2 separate regions of the Mus musculus genome follow, and region 2 is linked to region 1. A link is a contact called in public HiChIP or PLAC-seq data. All regions are on one chromosome and are shown on one strand. The core of a region is the stretch at or near the end of the contact, and the rest is flanking DNA. Distances in the headings are between cores, read along the strand shown.

What was found. HiChIP or PLAC-seq counts read pairs in DNA pulled down with a chosen protein or histone mark.
Region 2: an H3K4me3 HiChIP or PLAC-seq map of embryonic basal ganglia shows a contact between it and region 1, with 2.9 times the contacts expected there. The contact joins two enhancer-like sites. A contact is called at or near these places in 1 of 39 promoter capture datasets (cranial neural crest), 18 of 484 Hi-C or Micro-C datasets (B cells, LSK cells, bone marrow-derived dendritic cells and 7 more) and 19 of 115 datasets of contacts at active chromatin or transcription factors (T-cell acute lymphoblastic leukemia, bone marrow-derived macrophages, a colorectal cancer cell line and 10 more).

What each region holds. Positions count from the first base shown.
Region 1 is chr6:51,611,387-51,614,292 of GRCm38.p6, forward strand. No RefSeq gene overlaps it. Among named protein-coding and RNA genes, the nearest start is that of Snx10, 89 kb to the left of the region's middle. Within about 2 kb of position 1,270, at least 172 of the 459 cell types and tissues checked have an H3K27ac peak or open chromatin away from gene starts, as enhancers often do. A contact at or near this core is called in embryonic basal ganglia, forebrain and neural progenitor cells, where this site is marked.
Region 2 is chr6:51,766,613-51,769,623 of GRCm38.p6, forward strand. No RefSeq gene overlaps it. Among named protein-coding and RNA genes, the nearest start is that of Gm38811, 57 kb to the left of the region's middle. Within about 2 kb of position 1,354, at least 110 of the 459 cell types and tissues checked have an H3K27ac peak or open chromatin away from gene starts, as enhancers often do. A contact at or near this core is called in embryonic basal ganglia, forebrain and neural progenitor cells, where this site is marked.

The DNA.
Region 1 (2,906 bases), core at 20-2,519:
TTCTTTTGTTCTGTAGCATCTGTCTGTGTATGTATGTCTGTATGTCCGTATCATCTATCTATTTATCTATCTATCTATCTATCTATCTATCTATCTATCTATCTATCTATCTATCTATCTATCTATCTAAGATAGGGTTTCTCTTTATAACAGCCCTGGCTGTCCTGGAACTTGGTTTGTAAACCAGGCTGGCCTTGAACTCACAGAGATCTGTCTGCCTCTGCCTCCTGAGTTCTGGAATTAAAGTCTCGGTGGCTTCAACACCAGGCTGTAGTCCTTATTCTTATGTAGCTTTTGAACACAAAACTTGGTAAGTCTCCAAGGAGTCTCCTCTCCACAACAAAGGGCAGCTTTGTTACCGTTCTCTTCTGTAGTTACTAGGTCAAAGCAAAACACACACACGCACACACACACACACACACACACACCCAGCTGAGTAATGGAAATCTCTTCCACTTTCTTAGGACAAGAAGTTCCTGTTTCCCTGGCTCTTCCTACTGATGTCTCTTCAAATGGTGTTGGTTAGAACTGGTGACGCACTCTTTTCAAAACCAATCCTTGGACATGGCAAGGACTTGATCCCTGAAGGCAGAGATTGCTTGTGTTGATCTCTGGTTGCAGTGGGAGAGGGAGGGTAAAGTGGTAGGTAGGTCCTGTACTGCAGGAAGGGCTCCAGAAAGTAAACTTCCAGGGTGGTGGGAATATACAGCTTTCCTAGCTGGATTACCCTGGGTTTCTTTCCAGGCTTAGCTAAAGCTGCAGTTTCCAGGACAGCCATAGGTTGTGTGTGTGTCGAGGAAAGCAGGTGGCATTGCCTTGCACTTCACATAGAGAGAGCCTCGAAGGTGCGCTCAATTATTGTCATGGTGGCCTTCCATGGGAGTTGTCACAAGGTGTGACTTCTTGCTAAGGAGGGAGACCTCGGTTTTTCCGTACCAAAGGACAAAGGCGCCAGTAAATACTGTTTTTCCGTTTGCCTTAGTTTCCCATCTGGAGGATGGATTAGGGAGGTGGTCCTGCAGGTGCCTCCGTGTCCTCCGGGTGGCAGCAGGATCTGAAAGGCTGAGGAGCAGCATGTAGTTCCACGTTCCCAGCTGCATAGATGGGAACCCTCTTTAAGGCTGAGGTCGTGTGCCCTCCGGGGTGGTGACCTGGGCATAGGCAGGACCCGCGCCATCAGGGTTCAAGGTTAGGAACACTGCTCTCATGAGAGCGGAGCGTCAGGCACGGGAGACACGGCGGAGCCTGGGCAACGCCCTAGACGCCGTCCAGGCTCTGCCAGCCAGCGGGGAGGAGGCGCCTTGGGCCGCTCATTACCCCGGCGCGGTGGCGGCTCCGGGCCCGCAGCCCCGCGGCGGAGCGGGGGCAGGCGGTCGAGACGCGCGAGCCATTTGCATTCCCCGGCAGTCATTTTTATATGCGGAGGTAATGAAGTTGTCAGCGGCGCCCCGAGTGTGGCAGAGCCTGATATTCAAATCGCCTGCCGTGTCGCCTGCCATCCCCCGCCCCCGCCCCGGCCGTCCCTTGAGTCCCGGGGCTGCGCCGCCGCCGCCAGTGCTCGCATCTCTCTCTTCCCAGCCGCTTTGTCTCCGTTGTCACACCCCTCCCTCCCCTTTGTGTCTCTGATGAGACTCCTAGTCTCAGATCAGAGGCCGCCCCTAGGTCTAGTGACCCTGCGACCCCGGGGATGCACAACCAACCATCTTCACATTGAAGTCCTTTCTGCACCCCCCCCCCTCTCTCTCTCTCTCTCTGCTGGCATCCTTGATCACCTTCAGCTTCAGCTGCAAGGAGATGACCTAAAGCTGGCGTTTAGCTGTGGGGCCCAAAGGACTGTCCTCTTGTCTTTCTGAATACGTATTTATGAGCATGTTTATGATTACAAAACCCATATCGGACCTACCGGCCCAGGCCACCATGAAAACACTAGCAGTCTTGATAAGGAAAGGAAGAAGAAAGACAGGCACACTGTCTAGATGGGCAAAGGAAGACATGACCCCTTACCCACCTGGTATTCATTTCCCAGCTGCCCATCAGGCCATCTGGGACCTACAGTGTGGTCCAAATCCTGCAAAGATAAGGTGTGAGGGAAAGAGAGTGAACTTTCTCGGTCGTTGTTGTAAAGTACTGATTGGATGTTGAAAGGCTCATATTCTCGATATAGTGTGTGAAATAAAATAGAGTGTTATAGTCAAATATTGCTTTCTATTCTTTAGAGCTGTGTGGCTGAGAACAACATTTACAATTATGTCTGTGACTGATATTCTATTTCTGTTGGGCAGTGTTGGTATGGAGGTGCAAGACCCAAGGAACTTTCTAGCTCTGATTGTACCACCCACTCTTCCTCTGCAGATGGGTTGAAACTGGGCAGGGAAAAGGACAGTCATCAGAACTGGTTGTCGGGGTGGGGAACCTCCTGACAATACACAGCGGAGCCTGAGCCCGTAGCCCGTGGCTTAATGGGTATGCGTTCTTTCCTTTGTTTACAGTAGGCGTGCCCGCAGTCATGCCACGGTCTCATGGTGTGCTATGTTGGCTTCTAGGAGTGTTTTGTGCCGTTTAGGGGTTATTTGTCCCACGCTAAACTCACTGACATGTCATTTAGAAAAGTGAATACTGTGTATGTGCTGTGACTATTTCGTAAGTACTTTTGGTGTGTATTGTTCCTCATCACGCACAGGCAGCAGAGTAAGGGCTCCCGGAGTATGCATTGGCACCGCGCGCTGCAAATGATCTGGCCTGGGGGAGTCCCGGAGTGTGTGCTGGGTTCCACATGCGGCCGTGGCTCCTACTGGGCTCTTATGGTACGCCTCACCAATGATCCGTGCACTAAAGACTCCCGGAATACACATTGACACGATAGACTGGAGTTGTTTGGGTCTATCGTGGCAATGATCCGGAGATAA
Region 2 (3,011 bases), core at 104-2,603, 160 kb after region 1:
ATTTTGCAAGGTGCTTCTTTGTAACCCTGCCAGACACCTTTGTTACAACATGATGGGGGGCCTGCCCTGCTGGACTCCGGCCTTCCTATCCAGCTGGCATCACCTGGCTCCTTCAATTGCTCTTAATCCCGTTGTTTTTCAGGAGAAAAATATTTTGACAGCACAGAAGAATGGTACATCTGGAGGTCTGGGGTCCAGCAAAGCAGGGGAGCATCCTAAACAAATGGATTGACTGCTTCCGGCACCATCATTAACTTCTGCTCCAGGACTGACAGCTGGGACACAGGCAAAAGGAAACCTTTTTAATTTATAGTGAGCAAGACAAGTTCCTCCCCTTCCTCGACATCCCCACCTTCCTGGCTCATTTAAAGGGCCAGAGTCACTTGAAACAATAAAATCTTACATAGTTCTCTATGTGGAGCTTCTCTGGTATTTTCCGAAGCCCTAGAAAGTGTGTGTCAGTTCAAATACCATAAGATGGAAAGCATTTTTAAAATTTTCTTCAGGTAGTTAAGCTACAAGACCATTAAAAAGGATTGATGTAATTATTGAGGAACCTGTAAATTAAAAAAAAAATTAGATTGCAATAGATACACGAAGGCAGGAGAAAATACCTCTGCTTTAACAAGACCTATGTTTTCTCAGCAAGAATGAGTTAGCAGGTGGGAAATAAAGTTAATTTCAGTTTTATTAATAATATCTGATATGAAATGTTATAACTCTCCCTTCCAACCTTGCAGACAACTGGAATATTTATTTCTACTTCAGAAAAAACATGAGCGGCTGTTACCTTGAAGCAACACACACATTTAATTAAGGCAGGCAAGGAAAGGAATTGTGGCTGCATTTAAATCAGGCACGTAGAATTTAAGAGATCTGACCTTAAAAATGAAGAAAATATTATTGTAATTACTCCATTTGCTAAAAACAAATGATGTGACATTTGAATTTAAGACTTCTATCAAAAACATAGAGTGTCTTTAATCAGTTTGCACCTTTCGATTTTAATGGAGTTGCGCTTGGGCCACTGCATTCACAATTACTGAGGCTGGCGACTCCAAGCCTTTGAAATGACTTGAAAAGATTACCATTCATGGATTATTTATTAGCTCCCTGTGAGTGTATTTCCCAGAGTGGAAGTAGTGTACTATGCCAGTCTAGTTCCCAAGTTAAACTCTTTTAATTAACAGCACACTGTCCGTTGTTGCAAATGCGCCCCTGAAGTTGTGGGACATGTTGTCACGCTCTTCCCTCCACGTGGGTCTTTAGTGGCTGTCTTTGTTCTTCACCATCTCAAGCAGAGTCCTGATCACAGCCCTGGCGGCTGCTTCTGCTGCCGCCCTGGAAACACCACAGCTTGCAGGAATCAGGCTGCTTGGACAGACAGCGGATCTCAGCCTGCCTCAGCTCTCACTGATAGGGAGTGCCTGTCTCAGGCTCAGCAGAGAAGTCCGTGACATAGTGACACTTGCAGTTTAACCTAAACACACTTCCTGCCAGATAACAAAAATGTCACACGTGTGTCCCTGACAGCGAGCACAGAGCCGCAAGCCTGTGGCTGTGCTGCTGGCTGGCACGTGCTCTATCTGCCATCTGAAGCCTTCTGCTGCCTGCCAGGCTGTGGATCTCTGCTCCCCTGGAGCAGGGAAAGCAGTCCAAACAGACCTCCTGGCAGGAGGCAGGGACTACAATGTTGCAGAGACTGAAGACCTATGGTTAAAGCTGACAAAGGCGAGTGCAGCGAGCTTTTCAGGGCAGCTAAAACTTCTGTGGAATCAAAACAGGAATAAATAACTGTGGTGGTGGACCTGGAAGAAAGTGGTGCCTCGGGCTGGATCCTGCCACAGCAGAAGGCTGAGAGCAAGCCTGAGCTAGTGACACTCCAAGTCTGGAATTTGTCTTCTGAAATCCTGATTTCTGTGGTTGTTTGATTTATACACACTTCCATGCAGAGGTTATGAACGTGTGTGTGTGTGTGTGTGTGTGTGTGTGTGTGTGTGTGTGTTAACCCGAAGGCATTGTGGACTAATATATACTTTTAGAAAATCTGACATAGTAAAATTTATAGCGTTTACAAGTAATGTCTGGTTCCTTGCTTTGAAAATCTTGTTTCAGAGGACCCTTCTGGAAAATTCTGCCAGAACTACGTCTATAAAGCCCAATCTATAACTTGATGTGTGAAGTTTATTTACTAAAAGATAACTAATACTTGAAATGGGACTTATCTGTAGCTTCCCCCTGGAGAACAGACAGTAACACAAACAGGATGACCCTTTCAATATCTGTCACTTCAGACCCAAGTAAATGTAAGCGATGAAAATTTGCCCTAACTGATGTAAAAAAATGGATTTCATGTTACACAAATATGGAACGGAAGGGGTAGCAGCATAATAAACATGTTTCCTTGAGGGATTCCTACAAGGCTCAAGGAATGAATTTGGGGTACAGACAGGGCATGCTTTGAGGACCAACTGAGACCCTCTGAAACTGGGAGACCAAATGAATCTTCCCTTCCTTAAGTTGTGAGTCTCAGGACCTACCACCCACGAGATCCTTCAGCCTCCCTTAAGTGTTGGCCATCCCAACATCAACCTCACAAATGGAGTAACAACTGTACCTCCCTTACTTTATCCTTCGAATGGGACAGTTAGTTTTGGCTGGCTACGTTCATTCAACAAGAGACAAAAAATAGAAGCTAAATCTTTTGGGGACTGGAGGGTACTGTCAAATAAAATGAGGAGCAAAACAAGAGTATTTAACCCTGGTCCATTGCTGAACCCTTCTAGTAAGGATGCATTTAGTTCCAACCCTCTCTGGCTGTAGTAAGCAATTGCACATGGTGTGCGTTTCTCCTGGTGTGTCCCCTCCCAATTTGGTTGTCATTGTTTTATCTACAGCAGCAAATATTTATAGACACCCTTCAGCATGTCTTGATTGTTTCTCCTCTGAACATACTTCTAAAGGTTTTGGTGTGTGCTGTCCAATCCAGCCTTTGCTACCACCTGGAAGGT